Linked DNA regions of Mus musculus: all the other regions are linked to region 3. The links are chromatin contacts, called in public HiChIP or PLAC-seq maps. All regions are on one chromosome and are shown on one strand. Each heading gives the region's core, a stretch centred on a gene start, on an enhancer-like site or on the middle of the called end of the contact. The rest is flanking DNA. Distances are from core to core; before and after follow the strand shown. Region 1 holds the start of Micall2 (MICAL-like 2). Region 2 has its middle 40 kb from the start of Gm30206. Region 3 holds the start of Cox19 (cytochrome c oxidase assembly protein 19).

Region 1 (4,638 bases), core at 1,739-4,238, 390 kb before region 3:
ACTGTGTGCACTCTCCCCTGTGAGAGACAGCTATGCTTTCCTTTGCAGCACAAGACACTAAGACTGAAGGTTTTTTCTTTTAAAGATTTATTTATTTTATGCATATGATTACACCACCATTGCTCTCTTCAGAAACACCAGAAGAGGGCATCAATCCTATTATAGATTGTTGTGAGCCACCACGTGGTTGCTGGGAATTGAACTCAGGACCTCTGGAAGAGCAGTCGGTGCTCTTAACCACTGAGCCATCTCTCCAGCCCAAGCAGTAGGTTTGATGCCCATTTTCCTGGCCTCCCGGGGCAGGTCTATGGTTTGTTACCCAGACAATGGCTGTCACTGAGAAAAGCTGACTTAGTGAAAGCTGGGGCTAGGTGCCACCAGGGCAGAGGTGACAGCATGAGAAAAGGTTTCTCAGACTGGGGCCAAAGGCTTCTGGTTGGATGGGGGAGCACCAGCTATATGAGGGCTGGAGGGGAGGTGGGAGGAGCCGAGAAGAGCGCCCAAATGACTTCAGTGGCCTGGTGGAGTTGCACAGTGGGCTCTTGGAGTCAGCTGGAGAACCAAGGCCCAGAGGGAACATGGTAGGGTGTGGCCTGCAGAGTCACGATAAGCGGGGCTGGCAGGTTCTGGTGGCTGATAAGGTTCCTGGACTTTATTCAGAGGAGAGTTGGCAAGAGGGGCTCTTGGAACATTTAAGGAGGTCTGCAAGGTGGACTATGGTGGACTAAGCCCCCGGGGGAGCATGTGGGAAGGCTCACAGTGGTGGGCAGATTGAGGTGTTCCCGTTTGGGGGACTCTAGAAAGGCAGGCTCTATGAGGTGCTGGTGGTGACATGATTAGTGGCCCCAGGGGACTGTCACGAATACTGTCCTCAAGCTCCCGAGGTGGCAGGAGCTAAGGGTGGGGAGTCTGAAGAGGCTGGTCACATGATGACCCTGGAGCTGACATTAGAACTCAGACCCTGGCATGGCCCTCCCTCCGTTTGCACACCCTTTCTCCCCACGTCTTGGCAGTTACCTTCCTTACCAGCTTTTCCGGTTCTTGTAATTGCTGCCCAGAGGGTCAGGAAAACCTGGTTCCGGGACCAGGCTCTAGCTGAATGGGGTGTGATACTGCACTTTGTCCTCCTGGCGAGAACCCTCGGGCAGGTCAGCTGCTTCCACTGGGCAAGGGTTGGGGCTATAATCCCAGGGGCAGTCTTGTGCCCTCCAGAGTTGGGATGAGGATCTTGCTGCCCACCTACCAGCCCCACACCTGCTGCCTGTACCCAGGTGCCTCCTTGATGCCAGCCCACAGCTTGGGCACGGAAAACCTGTTTTCACTCCTGGTAGAGACGGCACCTGGCTCCAAGCCAGATGCCATTTTGGGGAAAACACCTACCTTCCTAAAGATCCTGCCTAGACAAGCTCTGGGGCCCAGCTGGGAAGGGCCGGTTCACACTGTTGCTGTCATAGTCCGGTCCATCTGATGACATATAGATTCCTGAGGGTGCGGAGAAACAAAGCTGGGCAGAGGTGGCGCACACCTTTAATTCCAGCACTTGAGGAAGAAGCAGGTGGTTCTCTGTGAGTTCGAGGCCAGCCTGGTCTACAGAGTGAGTTCCAGGATAGCCAGGGCTACACAGAGAAATTCTGTCTCAGAAACAAAACAAAACAACAAAAGAACATTCAGGGCAGCCCCTGGCTCTAACTGAGGACCTGGGAGAGGTACTTTCCTTAATCACCCCTGGCATCCTCAGAGACTTGAAAGAGGCTAAGAGTCTCCTGTCTCAAGACCCCTGGAGCGTGCCCCCTCAGCCTTCCTTTCCTCCTCTGTGAATGTAGAGCGGTTATTCTGGCTGGCTTGGCACCCTTGAGGGTGAAGGGAAAGCAGACAGTATTTTAAAGTTTGAGACAGGGTCTCAGGTCGCCCATGTCAGCCTTGCACCCCATATGTATCCTGGGATAAGCTTGGATTTCTGATCTTCCAGCTTCTCCCCGCTGAGGGCTGGGATTCCAGGTGTGTGCCATCACGACCAGTATCTGTCTGATGGGAAAGCACACTACTCAGCAAGGTCCACCCCAGCTTCCAACCAGACAGCTTTGTAGACCCTGAAAAGGGACACTCCTCAGAGGTTGCATCTACCCTAGCCTCTGTTTTCCCATTTGTCAACAGGCTGCCAACTCTAGAGGCTGAGGCAGGAGGATGAGTTAGGCAGACTAGGCAGCTTGGCCTCAACTTTAAAAAATAAAATAAAATAAAAGAACGCTGTTGCGGGTTTGGACTGGAGAGATGGGTCAGTCGTTAAGAGCATTTGCTGCTCTTCCAGAAGTCCTGGGGTTTAGTTTCCAGCACCCACATGGCAGCACAACCCGCTCCAACTCCGATTCTAGAAGAGCAGGGGCCTTCTTCAGGTCTCCCGGGCTACCAGACACACAAGGGGTGCAGATACACTTTCAGACCAAAGCCCATATGCATAAGATAGAATTAAAAGTAAGAAAGAAAACCGTAGCTGGGAGTGTAGCTCAGCTGGTGGTATGCTTGCCTGGCATGCAGGAAGCCTCAGGGTCCATACCCAGCACTGCACAAACCAGGCATGGTGTGGGGCACAAGCCTGTAATCCGAGAGCAGTAAAGGAGGTGGAGGCTGGGGAATCTGAAACACAAGGTCATCTTTGCTTTTATAATAAGCTAGAGGCCAATGCGAGCTACATTGGTCCCGGTCTCAAGGAAAACAAAAAAAGAAAACCCCGACGCCTCTGCTGGGAGTTATGGCTAAAGGCCAAGGCGGGAGCCAACGCCCAGAGTACCGGGCCCCTATTCTTCAAGTCCCAGGAAAGAGGGGGCGTGGTCTTATGTGGGCGTGCCCTTTGTGGGGCGTGGGTGTGGCCTGACCAAACTGGGGCGGTGCGGCCGGAACAAGGAGCCTGTGTGGAGCTTGGAGCTGGTGAGCCAGGCCTTCAAGAGGCGTGATCTTGTGGGGGCGGGTCTGAAGAGGCGGGGCCTCTAGGGGGCGGGGCCGGCGGCCTCGCAGGCGTCAAGAGTGTGTGGGGCGCCGGTCTCCCGGTGTTCTCTTCTTCCAGCCCGGCTGGTGGTCGGCGGGTCCGGGCCTCCTGCGCGTCTCGGGCCCAAGAGGGGCCTGTAGCCAGCTCCTCGAGCCGCCAGCCCGTCCTGCCGCCCATATGGCCGCCATAAAGGCCCTGCAAGAATGGTGCCGGCAGCAGTGCGAGGGCTACCGGGACGTGAGCATCACCAACATGACCACCTCGTTCCGCGATGGCCTGGCCTTCTGCGCTATCTTGCACCGACACCGGCCTGACCTTATGTGAGTGCTCTTTAACCCCTCTGTCGGGCTCTGATGTGCCGCTGCAAACGGGAAACTGAGGCCACGCCTGCCTTGGGATCCGGGTCGGAGGTTTCAGACACACCCCTCTCAGATGGGCCACCCGGGGTAGAGCAGAGACCTGCAGGTACAGCCTATTTGGTGGTCTCCAAGGCTGTGGCAGTCAAGTAGCCTCTGTGCAGGCCACCAAGTGCAGCTGGGCCAGGGGCCAGGACATGGGCTGTCCAGCCGGCTTAGTCAGTGGTGACTCAGGGCAGCGTCCGCCTTCCCCGAGCTCCCTGAGAAAGGGCAAAGGAACAGCTCCTGGGGGTCTGAGGTCTGGCCCCAAGATCAGGGCCATTTGAGGCTTCTAGTGGGATTACTGCCCCTCCTCTAATTTGTCTAGGCATCTTTGGGAAAGCAATCAAAGAGGGAAGCGCAAGCCTTTTAGCACCTTAGAATGACAGGAGACAATGGAGTCTGGGCCATCATCCTTGGAAGTTGTAGGAGAGGACAGGGATTGGGTCTAAAGCCTTCTATAGAAGAAGAGTCTTGGCATAGGAAGTTGGGAAGCAAGCCAGCTCTGTCTTGTTGAAGGACCTTGGCCCACAACTCAAACTGTTCTATCAGTTATTCACTTAGCAAACACTTAGGCAGACTCTGTTACAGGGACCTAAGTTAGTCTGGTGACCAGAGTCCTGAAATGGGACAAGATCACCTACAGCCCATGCCCTTCAGAGGAAAGCATTCTCCTGTACATGGTACATAAATGCAGAGTTGGCTGGTCTGGGAGTGTTTCCCAGGGAGGTCTTAGGGCTGAGTGAGGCTCCAGGCAGCACCTGTGGAGCCCACCTCAGCCAGCCTTCTTGCTGTGCAGATGGGGAAACTGAGGCTCCGAAAAGGAAAAACAAACAAATATTGTTCGTGTTACACAATGTGTCAGGAAGAGCCAGGCCTGGTGCTATCAGACTCCCTTGTGCCAAGCTTTGCTCTGCTCAGGAAGCCGGAATCTTGAGCAAGAAGTAGGCTTCTGCCCTGTGGTTATGAATTCCCCACCCCAACCCCCGAGCTGCTTGGGAGGGCCCCATGGCATGAGCCTCAGTCACTCTCAGGGAGATGGATGGTGTGAGCTCAGTGGGGCATCAGTCATGTGGAAACCAGGAAGCTGAGCTTCGATGGATGCTGGGCCAAGGATGTAGACCTTGGAAAATGGACTTGGGATGAGAACGTGGGTAGTCAGGTTTCTTCCGGTGGTGCAGGGGGAGTCTGGATGATGATGCAGAGTGGGGAGCTCAGATGAGAACTATGTGACGAGTTCTCAAGTGGAGGAGACGATGA
Region 2 (4,178 bases), core at 1,415-3,914, 480 kb after region 3:
CAAGACAAGGTGGGAGGTGGAAATCAATAACAGAAAATGGTAGTCTTTTATATAGTTCTTATTTGATATTATCCACACCAAAAAAGGACAAGTTGAACTCAGGCTAATGGAAGACAAACTTTTCTCTGGGTGGTAAAGCAATTAACTGTGCACAATTTTACCAGGAAAACTAGGGGTTGGTGACTACAAAATAAAGATGTGAATGAGCGAAGGGGACAGAGTGAATCATGCCCTTGGTCCCTGGAGGTCCCCAGTATGAGAATAATCATGAAAACTGATCCCAGCCAGAGAGGCAATCAGAAATTTAATCATAGCCAGAGGAGTCAAAGACACTATAAGAAGACTAACCTGGGCTCATGGGGGCTCACAGAGCCTGAATCTAACTAACCAAAGAACATGCCTGGCCTGGACCTAGACCCCTGTCTTAGTTAGGGTTTTAGTGCTGTGAACAGACACCATGACCAAGGCAACTCTTATAAAGGACAACATTTAATTGGGGCTGTCTTACAGTTTCAGAGTTTCAGTCCATTATCATCAAGGCGGGAGCATAGCAGCGTCCAGGCGGGCATGGGACAGGAGAAGCTGAGAGTTCTACATCTTCATCAGAAAGGTGCTAGCAGAATACTAGCTTCCAGGCAGCTAGGATGAGAGTCTTAAAGCCCACACCCACAGTGACACACCTACTCCAACAGGGCCACACCTTCTAATAGTTCCACTTCCTAGGTAGAGCATATACAAACCATCGGCTGCACACCTGCTACCTATGTATAGGGGAGCCGTGATGGTTTATGGGTCCTCTAACAATTGGAGCAGGAGCGGACTCTGGTCCTGTTGCCTGCCTTTGGGACTCCTTTTCTTAGCTGGGCTGCCTCATCTGGCCTCAATAGGAGAGCCAGATACACTTTAGTCCTCCTGCAACTTAATGTGCCAGGGTGGGTTGGCACCCATGGTGGGGGTGTGTGCCCTTCTCTGAGGAGAAAAGGAGGAGAGGATGGAAGAAGGGGAATGTGAGAGTGGAACTGAGAGGCGAGGAGGGAGGGGGGCTGTGATTGGGATAGTAAATAAATAAACAAACAAACAAATAAATAAGTTTAATCTCAGCACTCGGGAGGCAGAGGCCTGTCTGGTCTACATAGTGAATCCCATGCCAGTTAGGGCTACATAGTGAGATCTTGTTTTGTGGAGAGGAGGCACAGAAAATAACTTCATCATGAAATTAAAATGAAAGAGTAATTATCCCTGTGAACTTAAGTTTCCTTCAAATGAAAAACAAATTAACTGAGACGCATTTAACTTCACGGTTAGACAGCTAACCCAGGATGGCTTCTGCGGGGTGAAAAGAGTTTCTTAGGGCAGCAATACATACACACATGTTTACACACAGACATATGTTCATAAATACACCTGTGTGTAGGCAAATGTGTGTGTGGGATGCAGATGTGTACACAACACATATATGTATGCATATGCAAGTGTACAAACGCACTGATGTATACAAGCACACATGTGTATGTATGCAGATAACATGTGTATGGACACAGACATGTACACAAGCAAGTGTACATGTGTGTGTGCATATAGGTATATGTATGTGAAAGCATAGATATGGGCATAGCACACACATGTGTTCATTCAGACACATGTGCATAAGCACACATACACGCACACAGATGCATGTGAAAGCACATACTCACAGTCTCCAGGAGCGACAAGGCTCTGCCTCTTGCTGGTTTTGCTTCTCTCATGGAGAGCCTGGTCCCACCCTTGCTGCCCTGTGACCTTGTGCCTTGTTTAGGTGGAAAGGAATTTCTACATCGTTATCAGTGTTCCCAGCTTCCCTCTGTTGAGTCTGGTCAGCCATACCCCTATCTCCCCAGAAATCTGTCTATTTCATCTCAAACAGCAGTTGCATCAGGGTAGACCACAGGCACCGCATGTCCAGAGCTAGTCTTCACAGCTGCTCTACAAAGTGCCTCTCAACTCCCTGTAGCCCTGGTGCCCCTCACCAGGCAGGAACCTCTGCCCTCCTGGATCCTGTCAGCTGTCCCTCAGTTCTTCTCTCTGAAGACTCTACCGACTCAGTTTCCTAGGACAGAGGGAAGCCTCTCTCCTGCTCTCCCCTGCTCCTGAGAAGGTACTGCCCTCACTCTGGGCTTTAGTCATTCAAGCCTGGGCAGGGGACCAGATCGAGACTGCCAGCTGTAGCCTGCTGCCTGGCTTTTGGCACAGGCTGCACACCTCTGATGGCTGCTGGAGGTTTTGGGGATGGCATCACATGACTTTGGATCTCCCAGGATTCAGAAAGCCCCAGTGGCATGGTAGCTTCTTTGGCGAGGACAGGTCAAGAACAGCTGCTATCCAGGGCAAACCTACAGCACCATTCTTCAACTTTGGATGATGCTACCAAGTCAATCAGTTTGTGTCTTCCTTACCTGGGTGGGCTGCCCCGTAACCACACAGAGAGGGTAGGCCTTAGGACTTAGAGCAGTGTTCTTTGTGCAGTGGAGTTGCCAGCTATGAGCGTGCAGGGCAGGGGTATTTCTGTTTCAGGAGCCAGCACAGGGCCAGGGTTTGAGGACCACATGGGGCTGGTAGGTGGAGCCTCCTTTCCTCCTCCAAATAAAGGCCCGCTCTCCTCACCCTGGGCTGAGCAGTAATGATTAACGTGGCTGGCTCTGTTCTCTTTGTTTCTGCTGGGCTGGGACTGTGGATGCGGGAAGTAGGGGACACACAGTCTCTCCCTGCTGCGCATGAATGCTGGGTTTATCTTCTCTTCAGGCTTCTCTGGTTTCAGCGCCTTATTTGTTCTGACATAGATGGGCTTTATCTCCAGTTCCTAATGGCCAATGGAACCCCAGATAGTTCCTCAGAGGCTCTGGCCCACTGTAGGTGTGCTGATGGGATTGACCATGCTGGGTCTCTGAGGAAGACACAGCCCACAAGGGTCCTTGTCTGTGTGACTCTGTCCGTTGTTTGTGCTCAAGGGAGGCAAGCAGACAGAGCAGAGCAAGAAAGCCTCCCTTAGCAAGGGGTGGAGGCCTTGGGGATAAAGACCTTTCAGAAAACCTTTGTACTGGGCACTCATCTGTGGTCATACTGGGTGCTCACCTGTGCTCATACTGGGTGCTCACCTGTGGTCATCCTGGATACTCATTCATTCACCTGGGACAAGTTGGTTCAGCAATTGCTAAACCATATTCAGTTGCTGCATAGGCTCTAGATGGTGGGGCCTGCTATTTTTCCTGAAAGAAATTTCTAGAAAGTACTTCCTCATACCCCTTTCTTTTTTGCTGGTCTCTGATCCAAGCCTCAGTAAGTTGGACATGTGCCCTGGTTTAGCTCTGGACAGAGTGGATGGAGCCCCAGGGCCTCTGGGGGCTGCAAGCTGGAGCTGCATCTGCCTGCCCATCTTGCCTTGTGTTTCCTCCCTGAGTCCCTACTGCTGTGCCCTAGTCTTCCCCCATACTCCCCCCAGGTCCCCCCACCCCCTGTCAGATTACTAGGCCTCCAGAAGCCTAAAGCCAGGGAACAATATGGCATAACCTGGCAGGTGTCACTGGAAGTCTGATTAGATTTTCTGCACAGCTGAGAATGTAAATATTGGTGAGAGTCGGAAGACCAAGTCATCTCTGGCAAGATATTACGTCATTCCAACACCTGCTCTGGACAGAGCTCTAAGGGCATGTGACCCACCTCATGGCTGGCATTGCCACAAGAAGCTGATAGGTGTTGCCATGAGGGACACAGTGTATGACCAGCTGCGTGTTTGCAGAGCTGGCAATACCGGCCACTAGGTCCCAGCATGGGACTCAGCAGGCCCAGCTGTCTCTGCCTGGACACTGGGCCAAACAGTGAGTTCTCTGGGCCCCCGGAACTTATCTTGAGTCAATAGAGACTCTGGGCAGCCACAGAGGCTGTTGACCAGGCCAGCAGACAAGAGTGGCATTCAGGTCCCTAGCTGGTTTCCAGTGAGCTCAGCTGCTCCACAGCTGGGGCCAGGGACGGCCTGCACCCCACCCGCCTGCTGGGCCTGTTTTCCTGCTGGTAAACAAGGAGCCTGGGAAGGGTCAGAGCTCTGGGCATCAGTGGAGCAAGGTCTTTATTATGTATAGCTACAGGCACCTGGGGGGAGGAAGCTGTGGTAGAACACAGAAATAGCCACACCATGGCACCTGTGG
Region 3 (4,201 bases), core at 675-3,174:
TGCTGGGATTAGAGGCCCATGCTACCCAGCCTGGCTTTTGGGGGTGGGGGTGGGAGGCTCTAGGGATTTGAACTCAGGTCCTCATGTTGCTATAGTGAGTGTCCTTGCCAGCTGAGTTCATCCCTCCAGGCCCCGTTTTGAGAGGTGATTGGAAGCAGACCTGGAATGGGCTTGCTGGAGGTCTGGCAGGGAGATGGTACTCCTCTGAAGGCAGCCTGTAGATCTGCTAAATCCAGCCTCCCAGACAGGAAGGCAGGATGGGATCCAGTGCCTGTGGAGGAGGGGAGTCCAGCAAGACAGGAGAGACTGAGTAGATCTGCCGGTCAAGCACCTCTCTGCAGCCCCTGGGAATTGTTTCTGCTTCTGCGTCAGTGATGTTGGGATTCATCAAGGGACTGTAGAGGAAGAGCTGGCCCCAAGGAGCTGCTAGGAGCCCACTGAGCCCATTCTGCTCACTGCCAGGGCCTGGTGTAGTGTAGAACATAGCATTCATGTGTGGCTGAGATGGAATGACGGCCAATGTCCTACACTGACAGCAGTGCAGGGTGGCAGGGTGCGAGTGCTCTTCTCTGTCCCCAAGCTGAAAAGCAGGGGTGCTGGGTATGGGTGTTATTGCCATAACAACAGCAAAGAGTCAGTAGAGTGCACCCCACTACCATAGAACAGTCCCCCCCAAATCCACCTGGCACAGTCCCAGCCCCCAGGACCTTTTGAAATAATGTTGTGGCAGATGTAAGCAGCAGAGGTTAAAATTGTTGGGATGAGCTGAGCATGGTGGAGCACAACTTGAATCCCAGCACTTGGGAGGCAGAGGCAGGTGGATCTCTGAGTTCAAGGCCAGCCTGGTTTACAGAGTTCCAGGACAGCCAGAGCTACAGAGAAACCCTGTCTCAAAAGAAAGAGAGAGAGAGAGAGAGAGAGAGAGAGAGAGAGAGAGAGAGAGAGAGAGAGAAAGAGGGAAAGAGGGAAAGAGGGAGAGAGAAAAAGAGAAAGGGAAGAAGGGAGGAAGGAAAGAAAGAAAAAAGAAAATCAGACAGCAAAGAAGGAAGGAAGGAAGGAAGGAAGGAAGGAAGGAAGGAAGGAAGGAAAGAGAATTGATTGTTGGGATGGCCCTACCCCGGTGTGGCAATGTCATAAAAGGAATACTTGGATACAGAAACATGGGAGAATGTTCCCAGAAGTGGAGGCCCCGGAGGGAGATATCTAGCAGCCCAGAATTACCTAAAATTGACAGAACATCTCAGAGGCTGGGAGAGAACCTGGGCTCCCTGGAACAGACAGCAGGGACAGCAGGCCACAAGAGGGCTGATGACCAACACCTTAGGATCAGACTTCTGGTCTCTTGAACCACAGAAGATGCCCTTTGGGGAGATTTTCTTTTGTTTTGTGGGACTGGCTACATAGCCCAGGTTTGCTGAAAACTCAGGCAATCCTTCTGCCTCAGCCCCCTAAGCGCTGTCTACAGGTGTGAGGGACTGCACCCTGCTTTATTTTCTGTTTGTAAAACCCGTTTGTATCACTGTGTCACGGCACTGGCAGTAAGCTAGCCACCCCTCCTTTAGTGTGCTTCTTTCCCTCTGAGTAGATGGGAAACTCAGTCCCTGGAAGACAGATGGGTGGGATGAAGATCCCGGGGCACAGACTGGTGTCCTCGGGCAAATGGCTGCATCTTTCTGTCCTTATTTGCTAATCAGTACCAAAAGATGACTGCCAGGCTTCTTTCTGCTTCTCAGAGGGCTGGAAACCAAGGGCAGATCCTTTCGCAACACGGCAGGGGCGGGGCTAGATAGGTGAGGCGGGGCTTGGTGGGTGGAGCCTGGGTGGACTCGGGGTGGGGCCAGTCGTCCGCTCGACTAGCTCGACGCTTCCTGGACCCGCTCGGTGTTCAGCCATCTGCCCTGCGTCGCCGTCGCTCTCCGCTCTGGATTTCGCCGTGATGTCGACCGCAATGAACTTCGGGACCAAAAGCTTCCAGCCGCGGCCCCCAGACAAAGGCAGCTTCCCGCTGGACCACTTCGGTGAGGCGAGGCGAGGCACAGGCTGATGGCGGCCTGGGATCGGGTGGCAGAGTTAGGAATACTGAATCTGGGTGGCAGCGTCTCGGGTGCTGAGTCTGAGTGGTAGGGAGTGCTGTTTCTCGGTGACAGGATCAGGGGTATTGGAAGTAGGTGGCAGGATCTGGGATACTGGTTCTAGATGGCAGGGTCAGGGGTACTGGGGTACTGGGTTTGGGTGACAGAGTTATGGGTGCAGGATATCTGGGTGGCAGGGTCAGGGGTACTGGATCTGGGTTCAGGGTCTGGGCTGCTGGGTCTGGGTGGCAGAGACTGGAGTGTTGTCTCTTTGCTATAGATGGCAGGTTTGGGGGCACTGGGTTTGGATGGCAGGGCCTGGGGTTGTAGATCTGGGTGGCAGAGCCTAAGGTACTAGATTTGAGTGGCCGGGTCAGAGTTGCTGGATTTAGGTGTAATGTCTGAAGAGTTAGATGTTGGATGTGACAGGGCCTAGGGTGCTGGATCGAAGGTCTGAGAGCCAAAGTGAAGGAGCTGAATATGAGGGACAGTGTGTGGGGTTATAGACCTGGGTGGCATTGTCATGTGTGTTGATGACAGGATGCTAGAAATGGTGGGTGGGGTCTGAGGTACTGGACCCTGGATGCAGAGCAGTTAATATTACAGGTCCTTCCCGGGTAGTGGGGCTGGGCGTGCTCAGAGCACTGTGGGGGTGCAGTCAGAGAAACTGAGTCTTGAGGGCCCCTATTTCAGAGGGCCACATGTCATGGCTCTCCAAGTAAGACTTGGGGCTAATGTGATAGGATGGTGACAGGCCTCCTGGAACGGAGCTTGATGTTAGGCCCCCTGGCGGCAGCTCAGCTCAGCGCAGGACATACCCACCCTCCCCTAGCTCCAGGCTCTGGGTCTGCCGTGAACATTAGGCAAGGAAATATTTTCAAAAAGCTTTTTGATATCTAACACTGGGGCTGAAAGCCCGGGTTTGGCACATGCTAGGCGAGTGTTCACCTCTGAGCCACGCCTCCAGCCTGGAGGATTTCTAGTCACCGTTCTGAAGTCTGCAGTTAACAGGCCTTTTGGGAAACTGGAACATGGGAAAGAAAAAAAACAAACAAACTGGGAGAGAGTTGGAGATTCAGATTACAGAGGCCGAGCTGGTGCCTGGCACGCACAGGAACCTGAGTCCAGTCCTCAGCACTACAATAATTAAAAAAAGAAAAGACTGCCCTGCCTACCACCAGCACATAGGACATCCCCCCCCCCCCCACCTACCACCAGCACACAGACCTCCCCACAAGTCCTACCACCAGCACACAGCCCTGAGAGATGCAGCAGCCCTCAGCCCTCGTGTTAGTGTAGAAACGGCAGCTGTTAGTGTAGATTAGACGCTTCGGTGAACTGCTGTAGAGACTCCAGCTCCAGGGACAGCTTTAGAGATTACTGGTTTTTTGGGTTTTTTTTTTGGGGGGGGGGGTTCCGAGACAGGGTTTCTCTGTGTAGCCCTGGCTGTCCTGGAACTCACTCTGTAGACCAGGCTGTCCTCGAACTCAGAAATCCGCCTGCCTCTGTATTTTTTAAGTTATGCTTATTTATTTAGTGTGTTTGGGGATATGCCATGACACGTATATAGTCAGAGGACAAACTGTGGAAAACTGGGATCTCTCCACCCCCACGTGTGTCCCAGAGATCAAACTTAGGTTGTCAGCCTTGGTGGCAAGCGTGTTTACCCACTGAGCCATCTCACTATTTTTAGATTATGATTTCATTGCCAACATTTCATTGGGAAATTTTCCATTTAAAATTTTTATTTCAATTCGTTATTGATTCTTCATTTTTTTTTCAAAGGCAGGGTCTCACTATGTAGTCCTGGCTGTCCTGGAACTCGCTGCGTAGACCAGGCTGGACTCAAATGTACAAAGATCCACCGGCCTCTGCCTCCTGAATGCTAGAATTAAAGGTGTGTGCCAATATGACCGGCTTTATTATAATTTTTTTAAGTTTATGTGTATGTGTGTGCATCTGAGTTTGTATATACACCATTTGTATGCAGGCACCCTTGGTGGCCAGAAGCAGGTTTTTGATAGCCTGGAGCTGAAGTTACAGGCATTTGTTAGCTGCTCAATGTGTGTATCAGGAACCAAACTCAGGTCTCTGTCAGAGCAGCCAGTGTTCATAGCCAGTAAGCCATC

The links. HiChIP or PLAC-seq counts read pairs in DNA pulled down with a chosen protein or histone mark.
Region 1: a contact with region 3 is called in an H3K4me3 HiChIP or PLAC-seq map of neural tube, with 4 times the contacts expected there. The contact joins the promoter of Micall2 here to the promoter of Cox19 in region 3. A contact is called at or near these places in 15 of 39 promoter capture datasets (the 3T3-L1 cell line, 3T3-L1-derived adipocytes, the HPC-7 cell line and 10 more), 2 of 15 datasets of contacts at CTCF or cohesin (embryonic stem cells and large pre-B cells), 16 of 484 Hi-C or Micro-C datasets (the G1E-ER4 cell line, LSK cells, cerebellar granule neurons and 5 more), 15 of 115 datasets of contacts at active chromatin or transcription factors (T-cell acute lymphoblastic leukemia, acute myeloid leukemia, astrocytes and 11 more) and 2 of 9 other capture datasets (adipose tissue and liver).
Region 2: an H3K27ac HiChIP or PLAC-seq map of extraembryonic endoderm stem cells shows a contact between it and region 3, with 3 times the contacts expected there. The contact joins the enhancer-like site here to the promoter of Cox19 in region 3. A contact is called at or near these places in 3 of 39 promoter capture datasets (hippocampal neurons, liver and pre-B cells), 1 of 15 datasets of contacts at CTCF or cohesin (large pre-B cells), 20 of 484 Hi-C or Micro-C datasets (B cells, the Ba/F3 cell line, CD4 T cells and 12 more), 6 of 115 datasets of contacts at active chromatin or transcription factors (T-cell acute lymphoblastic leukemia, bone marrow-derived macrophages, embryonic stem cells and 3 more) and 1 of 9 other capture datasets (embryonic stem cells).

What each region holds. Positions count from the first base shown.
Region 1 is chr5:139,734,683-139,739,320 of GRCm38.p6, reverse strand. Micall2 (MICAL-like 2) reads left to right here and starts at 2,988. Exons shown (of 17, transcript NM_174850.3): 1 at 2,988-3,303. The coding sequence starts at 3,161.
Region 2 is chr5:138,863,542-138,867,719 of GRCm38.p6, reverse strand. It overlaps the pseudogene Gm31891. Among named protein-coding and RNA genes, the nearest start is that of Gm30206, 40 kb to the right of the region's middle. Within about 2 kb of position 2,664, at least 32 of the 459 cell types and tissues checked have an H3K27ac peak or open chromatin away from gene starts, as enhancers often do. A contact at or near this core is called in the G1E-ER4 cell line and extraembryonic endoderm stem cells, where this site is marked.
Region 3 is chr5:139,342,889-139,347,089 of GRCm38.p6, reverse strand. It overlaps Cox19 (cytochrome c oxidase assembly protein 19), which reads left to right and starts at 1,924. Exons shown (of 3, transcript NM_197980.1): 1 at 1,924-2,018. The coding sequence starts at 1,937.